Linked DNA regions of Mus musculus: region 1 is linked to region 2. Evidence: chromatin contacts called from public HiChIP or PLAC-seq data. All regions are on one chromosome and are shown on one strand. Each heading gives the region's core, a stretch centred on a gene start, on an enhancer-like site or on the middle of the called end of the contact. The rest is flanking DNA. Distances are from core to core; before and after follow the strand shown. Region 1 overlaps Frmd4a (FERM domain containing 4A). Region 2 overlaps Frmd4a (FERM domain containing 4A).

Evidence for each region. HiChIP or PLAC-seq counts read pairs in DNA pulled down with a chosen protein or histone mark.
Region 1: an HNF4G HiChIP or PLAC-seq map of pancreatic cancer cells shows a contact between it and region 2. The contact joins two enhancer-like sites. A contact is called at or near these places in 2 of 115 datasets of contacts at active chromatin or transcription factors (embryonic stem cells and pancreatic cancer cells) and 1 of 9 other capture datasets (embryonic stem cells).

The regions. Positions count from the first base shown.
Region 1 is chr2:4,443,957-4,449,913 of GRCm38.p6, reverse strand. All of the region lies in intron 2 of Frmd4a (FERM domain containing 4A), which reads right to left. Among named protein-coding and RNA genes, the nearest start is that of Gm23691, 66 kb to the right of the region's middle. Within about 2 kb of position 4,068, at least 112 of the 459 cell types and tissues checked have an H3K27ac peak or open chromatin away from gene starts, as enhancers often do. A contact at or near this core is called in pancreatic cancer cells, where this site is marked.
Region 2 is chr2:4,284,384-4,289,885 of GRCm38.p6, reverse strand. All of the region lies in intron 1 of Frmd4a (FERM domain containing 4A), which reads right to left. Among named protein-coding and RNA genes, the nearest start is that of Gm39752, 40 kb to the right of the region's middle. Within about 2 kb of position 3,080, at least 40 of the 459 cell types and tissues checked have an H3K27ac peak or open chromatin away from gene starts, as enhancers often do. A contact at or near this core is called in pancreatic cancer cells, where this site is marked.

The DNA of each region.
Region 1 (5,957 bases), core at 2,819-5,318, 160 kb before region 2:
TCTATGGCCTACAAGAATACACACATGTCAAGACAAGCACATTGCATGCTTCAGATGCCTGTAATTCGGGTCGTCCGTGGTAGGACACACATCTGCTCCTCTTAGAAGGTTAAGTCAGAAAATTTGTGTCAGGTCAGAGTAGACTGCACAGTGGTGTCCTAGACAACTTGGGCTGCACTGTGAGACCACATTTTAAACAAAAGAAAGCAAAACATATAATTTTGTAAAGTTCAATTATGCCTCAAAACAACTGTTAAAAGATGTCTTTGAAACAAAAAGTGGGTATTCGGTTGTGCTGAAATTCAAAGACCGAGCAGCCCAGGAGGTAGCTCCTAGCATGCTTGAAGCCCTGGGATCCATCTCCAGCACAAAACTAGCTGTGGTGCCCATGTATGAAATCCCAGTGCAGGCAGGAGGATCAGAACTGTAACACCATCCTCAGTCACACAGAGAGTCTGAAGCCAGTCTGATGTTGTCTGTCCCTCCTCCCAAATTAGGAGTTTTTTGAAAGAAATCTAGAGTAAGTCTGTCAGCCATTGTCATCAGTTAAGGGGACTTTAAGATAATCTCTGTCACACACACAGACACAAGGCATGTGCCTGTGTATGTGCGCAAATGTCTCACACATATTCATATACAAATACATATACACATACATATGTTGGACATGTCTAACTGGACCCACAGAAAGAGGTTCTCATCGCCGAGAGTATGTGAACTAGTTATTTTAAAAAGACCATATATCCAGGTAGCAAACCCAGCTTTGGTTTCCGGAGGTTGTAGGATGTGGCTGAGCAGCAGAACTCCTGTCTACCAGGAGACTCTGGATTTTATCTCTAGCACTTCCAAAGCAAAGGAGAAGGGGGAAAGAAATAGCTAGCAGTCAGTCTCTGGACACAAATTACTTCAGTCTTTCCTAAAATATAGTCCTGCTTGCAGACATGAGCTCAGCCCTTGGTCTTCTGCTAGAAGAAGAATGGTGGAATCAGCCCCCTTACCCCTGAGGCTCCTTCCAGGATTCTAAGCAATCATTTCTGAAGAGTTAAGGGATGTGAGAGCCTGACATAGAAAGAAAAATTTTGGAGAGACTAATTTTATCTCCTGGGGCATCGGGAAAGCTAAATTGATGAGCCTGAAATTTCCCATCCAGTGGGCAGTCTTGAGGATCACAAAAGACATCCAGAGAAGAGGGATGGGCACTGGACAGGCCATGTGGATGCAGGGATTGTGTCCAGGAAGGCCATTAAAAGTGAGTGACTTAAAGGCACTGGAGACACAGTGAACTGACAGTTTGAGCTGACAGAGTTGACACTGCCCTCCCATCTCTCTCTGAGCTACTTTAAGACCTCACTCTTAGCTCTGAAATTCTTCCTCATCCAACTTTTCTCTTAGTTCCAATTTGGCTAAAAGACAATCAGATAATTTACTCTGATGGCATGTATACAGGACATGTCACTAAGGTATCATCTAACTGAGCCCAAAGCATCAGAGCCCAAGATGGAGACCATTAGAAAGCGCTAGAAAGAAATCATTTAGATCATGGTCTTGTGTGTGTGTGTGTGTGTGTGTGTGTATGTGTGTGTATGTGTGTGCATGTATGTGTACGTGCATGTGAGGGTATGTGTGCCCATGTGCCCATGTGCATGTGTGTCCATGAAGAGACAGAGATATGCTATACCTCTGCCTCCACCCTCACCTCCCCCTCGTCCCTCCTCCATTAGAGACAAAGACTTAACTATTTAGATAAGACTGGCTTAGAACTTGTGATCTTTCTGCCTCCACTCCCAGAGTGCTGAAATTACACCTGATAAAAACGTCACTTTTGGATGGCAAAACACAGAAAAGAAAAATGGCCTCCCAGAGCCACCCAGCTGGTTCTTAAGAGAGCTGAGGTAGCATGTATGTCTCCCCAGAGCCAGCTACAGTATTTCCCTGAGTGTCCTTACATCGAACCCTATTCCTAGGAGCCTTAAGAAGCTGTGGCTCCCCAAAAGAATTCCTGGACTATCCTGAAGGGTTTGAAATGGTCCAGAGAGCCTGTGGAGGCAGCCACCCAGAGAGATGTTTTAACTGTAAGGTTTCTTGGCAGAGTCTTACACAGATGGGAAAGGAGTGTATATGAGCATGTCTCACTTCCTGATGCAGTCCATCTCTCCCAGGCGTTTTTTGGGGGGAGTGCAAGGTTAGGGATATGCTTCCACAGGGGGTTACTGTTGAGGGAGCCACCCAAATGTAGATCGATTAACTGCCACCTGTCGCCTTGCTTTCAATACTGTCACTAATCTGGAAAGAAGTTTCTCACAAGACACAGCACAGGTCAAGATCTGAGTCACAGTTTCTTCTAAGAAGTCAAGGGTTCCCCTTCTAACCTTATTTACTGACACCGATTCTAATTTTCCAATAGTCTAAGTCAGCAAGTGGCAATATGTAACAGTTACAGAGGGTCACAGGGTCAAGTTTTCAGCCATCCCACTGTATGCTGGAACCTGTCAGTCCGAATGGGAACCTTTCAGGCTTTTACCCACTGGCACAATGCTGTCACCCGAGGTCCATCTCATCTCTCCATTCTGACCAATAGGTTCCCAGGTACTCTACCTCTGACAGCCACCCTTGCATCCAGTAAGAAATGAGAAGGTGGGTGAAGGTGGTGGTGGATCATTGTACTCCACTACTGGGGATGCAGAGATAGACAGATCTCTGGGTTTTACTCAGCAGCCAATCTAGCTTATTTGGTGAAGTCTAAACCAGCCAGGGACCCTGTCTCAAAACTACAATGTGGATAGCAACTGAGGAATGATATCTAAGGTTGTCTGCCATATACATGTACACACATGCAGACACTAACACACACACACACACACACACACACACACACACACACACACACACACACACACACACACAGTGGTGGGAAGGAGGGAGGGAGAGGGAAGAAGACAGTTTTATACACCTGTAATCCCAGCACAAAGCAGGGTAGGCAGGAGAATTATAATTTTGTGGCCAGATGGAACTACACCATGAGGCCCTATCTCAAAATCTGAACTATATTCCTTTTGTATAATATGCACATGTCCATTTGCAGAACCACAGAGGATCCCATGTCTACTATTCCAACCCGAGTGTTCTCCTTTCTGTTTCCCCTCTCCTACTGCGTCATAGCAGTTGAGAATCTCTTGGTCTCCATGAGAACTTGGCCAGGGAACATTTTGCAAAAGATGGAAAGATACAGTAGTCTGAAAACTTCTGTGAAAGACAGGGCAGGGCTTTTCTATTCTTACTTGGGAAAGCACTCTGAGCTATAACACACCATGCATGGGTGGCTGACTTAAAAATCTTATCTCTTTGCTGTTTCCCTTCTTGGTTCAGTGCTTCTACTTTTAGAAATTCGTCTCTATATATCTGACTGGATTGACATTTCACTCTTTAGACTGCATGCTCTTGGGAGATGGGGACAATGACCGTTTTCCTTTAGTCTAGGGTCTAATGTACTGGCTATAACCACAACATTGAAGAAAAGGCATCTTATGATGACTAGTGTAACTTCAGGGCTGGGTGGGCCTAGAAGAATCAGCCTTTCTGCAGGCACTTTTGGGAGGTCACCACTTATTTAGTAACACATCTGGATGTAAGACTAGGGAAGCTGTTTGTGAGGAAATAACTTTTGAATGAGCTTCTTCAGTGGTACAGCTCAGCCACTGGGATCCCTGCCACAGGCAGAGAGCCTGCCAAAGGGAACTCCTCGTGTAGTTGTAAAGTTCTTGGGGTTTGGTGGTGGCGCAGGCAATTTGGCCTCAGATGCCGTTAGCATCCTGGTCTTTTTGTTCTGTGAGCTCCCAGCAGCCTGAGGGCTTAGTCTTATGGGGTTTTCTGGATTTCCACACAGTTATGTCAGAGTGTACATAAAGGTTCTTTAAGTCGCAGGCATACAGACTTGCTGTGTGTGGCCACAGAGGAGCAGGGACACCTGGGAGTCCTTAGCCACAACTTACGGTGGCTACGACAGAGTGCTAGAGTGGGTGATACAAGCTTAACTCAGAGTGATGACTCAAGTCTGAGCTGGCTAGGGCTGAACCCAGCTGATGCTTGGCTTGCTCTGTGGACTTGCCAAGTGTCTCAGAGCTGGAACAAGAGAAGCCCATGACTGGGAAATACTGACTTTCAGACAGAGAAACGGATGGCTCATTCCAGACAGCAAGCCACTGTGTCCTTATAAAAATGGTGCGGTGAGGCTGCGGCACTGCCAGGGGCAGGCTAGCAGGCAGCGTCCCTGCTGTTCCCTGGCTTCCCAGCAGCTTTTGTACATGTGATTACTGCTTGTTCTTTTCCTTACATATCAAAAAACAAAGTAGATTCTAAGACTTGAGAAGATTATGTACCCAGGGTCATGGTTTTGGGTTGAATTGCCCCTCTCTAAACTTATTGTTTCTTAAAAATAGTTTCATTTTTAAGTTGTGTGTATGTCTCAGTGTATGGACATGTGAGTACAGGTGCCTAAAGAGGGCAGAAGAGGGCACTGCATCCCTTGGAGCTGGAGCCACATGTGGTTGTAAGAGTCTCATATGGTACTTGAGACTGAACCTGGGTCCTCTCCTACAGCAGTGCTCTTCACACCGGAGTCATTTCTCCACCCCCTCAAATCCACTGTTAACATCCAAATCATGGAGTCTTAGAAAGTAGCTGGATTCTGAAATGACCTTTGAAGAGGTGACTAAATGAAGTTATAGGGGCAGAGTCTCCATTCAACAGGATCAGTGTCAAGAAAGGAGGAGGAGGAAGAAAAAGGAAAAAGTAGAAGAAAGGAGGAGGAGGAGAAGGGGCAGGAGGAAGAAGAAGAGGAAGAAGGAAAGGAGAAGAAAAAGGAGGAGAAAGAAAAAGAAGACCATGAAGAGGAGGCAAGGAGGAGGGGAGGGATGGAGGAGGAGGAGGGAGGAGGATATAAAGCCAAGGCCACATGAAGACAGAAGGAATGCAGCCAGCTGCAAGCCAGAGAGACGGCTCTGGAAAGATAACCCTGCTTACATCCGCTCTTGGACTTCTATCATCTAGGCCTGTGAGACATGCATTTCTGACTTTAATCCCTCCACCTAGCCTGTGGCCTTTTATTGCAGTACCCACTGTGGCTGATATAGTAGCATTTAAAATTTGGACTAACATCGAAGTCCATGCTTGGAAGCTGAGACTCTAAACATTAACTTTGATCTTATTTCAACAAGTGTAACCAAAGTTTGAGATCTGGGTGCCTGACCCTTTAGCCATTGCGTCTGTTTGTTTGTTTTTGCAATATTTGGGAGCCCGGGACCTCAAGCATGGTAGACAAGAATGCTACCACAGAACTACGCTGCAGCCATAGCTGTCCCTTTAGATTTAAGAATCTGACTGCTGTTGTCTCTGGTTCCTGGCGCTGGCACTATACTCTGTGATTGTCTTGAGTATAAGGATAAAGTTTTTACACTGCATTTATCTATCTATCTATCTATCTATCTATCTATCTATCTATCTATCTATCTATCTATCTATCTATCTAAGTGGAGCACCAGTGGTGAGGCCAGAGGACAGTTTGCTGAAGTTTGTTCTCTTTTTCCATCCTTTGGGTCCTGGGGATTGAACTCAGGTAATCAGGCTTAAGTGGCAAGCACTTTACCCACAAAGCCATCTCAGCAGCCCCTGGCAGGAGAGTTTATGACTTTGAGGTTATGCTAATGAAATGACTTGTGATGGAAGCTAGTCATCACGGAGACCAACCCCGTGCATGATTAGAAGTCTGGGTGCCTTTTGCTTGGATTGATGGTGAAACAAGAAAAAAATAACCCTGATATATGGGATTCTAGTTAATGCAGTTTACTCCAAAGACTGCCCTTTCTTCTGATGTCTACGAGTGTACGCTCTGTTCTGTTAGGCAAATGGTTGGCATGGGTGACTATGTTTACTTTATACCTTCATTTAGCAAAGAAAAAGAA
Region 2 (5,502 bases), core at 1,831-4,330:
CTGAGCCTAATAAAGCTTCCAAATTGACATAAGTCATATAACTCTATTGAAGTTCTTAAATGGCTGATGAGAATATGGGATATTAAGAAAATATTAGAAGGAGACAATTATTAATTCCAGGAAAAACATAAAGTTGTAAAGCCCATCAGGATATGTAGTTATAATTTATTCTATCTCTCAGATATAAACAATATTTTGTTAGCACAATAAAACTAGGTGTTACATTAAACTGCAACATCAGTCCATCAAGAATACAAGTGGGGAAAGGAGCAATGTGTGTGTGAGTTGGGGGTGGGGGTATAAGAGACCTGCAGACTGAGAAGATGGCCCAACAAGTAAAATATTTATCCTGACAGGATGAAGACCTGAGTTCGATCCCAGGAACCAACCCAACTTACATTTTGTTTTCAAAAGAACTGGAGAGGTGTATACAGGTTCATCCTTGAAATTCAATGGTTGTACTTGCTGGTTTTGTGTGCCAACTTGACACAAGCTGGAGTTATCATAGAGAAAGGAGCCTCCCTTGAGGAAATGCCTCCATGAGATCCAGCTGTAAGGCATTTTCTCAATTAGTGATCAAGGGTGGGAGAGCCCATTGTGGGTGGTGCCATCCTTGGGCTGGTAGTCCTGGGTTCTATAAGTAAGCAAGTAAGCAGGCCAGGGAAGCAAGCCATTAAGTAACATCCCTCCATGGCCTCTGCGTCAGCTCCTGCTTCCTGACCTGCTTGAGTTCCAGTCCTGACTTCCTTGGTGATGAACAGCAATATGGAAGTGTAATCTGAATAAACCCTTTCCTCCCCAGCTTGCTTCTAGGTCATGATGTTTGTGCAGGAATAGAAACCCTGACTAAGATTAAACCCTGACCTTCATGAGCTTTAGACCAGTGAGAGACTAACACCTGTCTGCTAGCTTCCAAATGTGTGTGCTCACATATGGATGTGCATTCACACATATGTATGTACCTCTGTACACAGGAACATACACATACACCAAAAGTTAAATCCTTATCTGTCAGGGTGGCAGCATACAATTTCAAAATTAGGTATTTAAGAAATTACTATGTAAATACATGTGGTGGTTTGAGTAGTAATTCCTGTCCCCCAAAAGGCTCATATATTTGAATGATTAGTTACCAGGAAGTGGAACTGTTTAAAAGGATTAGAAGGATTAGGGGTGTGGCCTTGCTGGAGTAGGTATAACCTTAATGAAGGAAGAAGTATTTCACTGGGGATGGGATCTGAAGTTTCAAAAGCCCATGCCAGGTCCAAGCTCTCTCTTTCTCTTTGTCTGCCTGCAGATTGGGATGTAAGTATTTCTCCAGCATCATGTACTGCTATGCTCTCTGTCACAGTAACAATGGACTAACCTCTGTAACTATGGGCAAAAACCGTAGCTAAATGTTTCTTTGTTCATTGTGTCTCTTCACAGCAATATAAAAGTGTCTAAGATAACATATTATTAAGAAAACCACCAGATATAACATTTGGAAGAACATGATTTCAGAGGGACTCAGAGGTTGGAAGGAAGGGATTGGAACCTGGAAGATTTCTTCATAAACCTTCTAGTATTCGACTTTTATGTTCATGAAATTGCCATGCACAAATGTTGATAAGAATCAAAATAAAGTTGCAAACAGAAGGAGCAATGTTAGAGGAAGCTTGAGCCAGATAAGAACTCAGCATAAGGGGGCTGGAGAGATGGCTCAGTGGTTAAGAGCACTGACTGCTCTTCCAGTGGTCCTGAGTTCAATTCTCAGCAACTACTGGTGGCCCACAACCATCTGTAATGTGATCTGATGCCCTCTTCTGGTGTGTCTGATGACAGCTACAGAGTACTTATATAAAAATAAATAAATAATATTTAAGAAAGAACTCAGCATAACAGGTTAATAATGAGAAAGTTCTGGATGGTCATAAGAATGTGCATATGGAATGCTGGCAACAGAAGCTAGACAGAAGAGTCGAGAGCTGGAGGCATCTGCCTCCTTTTGAAAGGATAGATTCAAGTGTAGATAATCAAGCTATTTAATGCAACAAAGAATGTTTCATGACATCTGCTTGGTTTCCTGTTGTCCTTTTTCTTCAGTTGGTCTATGGAGAGGTCTTGGAATGTCCGTGGAAGGCAGAGCCACTGAGCTATGCCTACTAGAGATGAGAGATAAGCAACAAGTCTTCTCATCTTCTGAAACAAGAGGAAGATGGACTGACAGCAGAAGCAGTTCACATATAACAAGAAATTCTATACTTGCTATTCTTTTAAAATATTTATCATTAATAAAAATTTTAGATGTATGCATTTGTTTGGCAGGGGGTATATATGAGTTCAGTTACCCTTGGAGGCCAGGAGAGGACATCAGGTCCTATGGAGCTGGAGGTAAAGGTGGTGTGATGCGGGTGCTGGGAACTGAAGGCAGCTGCACAGCTGCAGCTAGCGAAGCCCCACGTGGTAACAAGGGATTATGAAACAAGTGATGTGACCGACTCTCTCATCTTACAGAAGCCTTGGTGCGTGCTGACTGGCAGCCTGTTTTCAGGTTCAGAGAGACACTGTGCCAGGGGAAAGAGACAGAGCAGGGCAGTCAACATTCTCCTCAAGAGCATGGGCGAACAAACTGTCCAATTGGGATCGGAAAAATGGTTAGAATAATCAACTGAGAGATATTTATTTAAAAGGATGGGGCATTTGAGAGCATCCTCTTGAAGAGGGAGAGCATTGCCAGACATGGAAACAAGACTATGGGAGTTTAGAGGGAGTAGAAGGGAAATTAGAGAGGTCAAAGCAACAAATTAATGAACTTGGAGTATTTTAAGACATTTTTTTATTCTATTTTTCCCCTCTGAGACAATCAAACTCCCACTGATCCTTTGCTATGCCAGAGTCCACCCCCTGTCTCAGTCCTGCCCCACTGCTGCCAGACTTCAGGCCGTGGTAGCGAGTCAGATCAATGCTAGTTTCATACTATACATTCCGTGACCTGACAACCGAGGACTAGACATGCAGGAGGACCCTCTCCACGGTCCACCACATACTCTATCTTCAAGCTTACTTCTCAGTGCCATGACTATGATCAGAATGGACGCAAGTGACTCAGCTCCCCACACTCTCCTTCAAGAGACCGGCCCTCTGGGAATCCCGCCAGCATGGAATGGTATCCATTTGAAGACAAATTATAAATTAATAATAAGTAATGCTCCAGACTCTCCTGTCTGCCAAAATACACCATTCATTGTGAAGTCCCTGAAAGGGCCCCAGTGATGTATAGCCAAGAAAGGCCAGCCCTCTGGGGCCTTTCCTCATTTTAAACACAGACGGTGTGCCCTCACAGCAAGCGCTGCGGCCGTCTCCCCTGGCAGAACAACTGTTGTTCTTGGAAAGAGCACAGGCCAACACCTTCCAGCTGCATTGCCACCTGCAAGCCTCTGCTTCTGCAGTCCCTGTTCACCATCAGTGACCCACAGAGAGCAGACCTGTGCCCCATAGTGAGAGCCCAAAGTGTAAGGAGCCCCGGTGGCTGGGCTGGGGGAGTGACTTTGTTGACATGGCTTTTGCTAAAATTCAGAAAATCATTGTGGGAAGAGGTGCGTGTGTGTGTGTGTGTGTGTGTGTGTGTGTGTGTGTTCCCTGTCGGTTGCCCTTTTCTTTAAAGGAAAATAAATCAAACCAAACAGCTTCATCTTATCAAACAAATTCCTGGAGAACCCATATGAAACCAGTTTCTGTGGACAGTGTGATTTGTGGCACTACCTAGTAATCTGCATTTCTCTACATGGAATCACCAGTGTTTTGAGCACTGTGAATTCCTCACTGCCCACCCCATACCCCCAGCCCTCTGGAATGATTGCTTCACAAACAAATCTGATTCCTCCAGGGAACGCAAACAGAAGTGGTTTGATCTCTGCGGGGGTAGTGGGAAGTGTTGTTTTCTCTGTTCCGCCCATTCATTTAGACCTCTAGAGCTGACTTCATTCAAAATGCCACACCTCTGCCAGTGGTGTGGCATTGATCCATGTGGGCAGTTCTGTGTCACTGGACATTTAGGAACAATACCCACCCCACCCCACCCCACCCCACCCCAACTTCCCCTTCTGTATATTGGAGTAGAAACAGCACAATTGCAAGCTAGAAGCTTCTGTTCATATGGGGACACAATCCCTATTTGGGATTGCAGGGACAATCCTTGCATGTGGGAATGGAAAGCTTTTACTTACAAACACATCCATGAACAGGTGCTCCAGTGTCATCTCGAAGTCATCCAGTCTGGCAGCTAATGTCATGGTCAATGTCCCAATAGGACTCACGGAGCCCAAATCTGCAAACCCTTCAGCTCACAGAACACCTTTGGTGTCAGGTCGGTAACTAGGCAAAGTCGCTACTAATGCAAAGTGGAAAATCTTAAAATAAGACAGAGCATTGCAGAACGGGCTGCCAGGGCTCCCGAGAAGAAATTCTAACTTAAAAAACAAAAACAAATCAAAACAACTCTATTAATGGTTCTATGCTACTGGGCTGGGCAAGAAGGGCAGCAAGTGAAGAAGGTAGCTTCCTCTGCAGAACTGTACAAAGTAAGGTGCCCACAAAATGCCAGGCACCTCAGCAGAGGCTTGCGGAGACAGCTGAATGGAGCAGAAACGAGACTGGGGAAATGCCTGAAGCCGTCTGACTCTGATATTTATAGGGCCACATGTTTTTGACTCCAGCCATTTCTCAGTTCATTTCTGACCTTTCATAAATGGCTACACACAGTGGAGTGTATTGTCGAACGAGGGGCAGTGGGTCCCGCAGAACTTGGCTGTGACCAAAGCCAGGGCAATTCACACAGACACGCCATCAATGGTTCTTTGTGAAGGACGCATCAGACCTTGTTCTGTGCACCACGACAGAGAAACACACAGTCTTGTGGAAAACAAGGAAATGAAGTTGGAGGGAACTAAATTTTTCCCCCCGAATATTATTAGATCCCATACGATCTTCCCTGCTCCTTCTACACCCCCACCATGCAAGGGTAGATAAACATCTCAGAAATAGATTTAATCTCTGGGTCAAGTCCTGCAGCATCTGTCAGGTAGAATACTCATAAAAATTGGAAATTCTTTTCTGTTTCTAAAATGTACCCCTTTTATTCATGCAAGCATTTTTTAAAAAATTGTAGTAAAATACACATGACACAAAATTGCTACTTTGACTTCTTTTTGTAGTGGTGTGTGTGGTAAGAGTGTGTTTGTGTGTGTGCTTGTGTGTGTGTGTGTGTGTGTAAGTATGTATGTAAGGCTAGAGAGGGATGTTGGGTGTTTCTTCTTCAATCGCTCACTCCCCATGTTATTCCCTTGAGACAGAACTAAATCTGAAGGTGGCTATTTTGCTTTTGCCTGCTATGCTGGTGATTGGCAAACCTCAGGGACCTTCTTGTCTCTGGTTCCATCCCTACCCTCACCAGCCTTCTGGGGTTACAGGCAAGCATAGCCTGGAGAGCTGAATTCAGGTCAGGGCTTCATACGTTTTCAG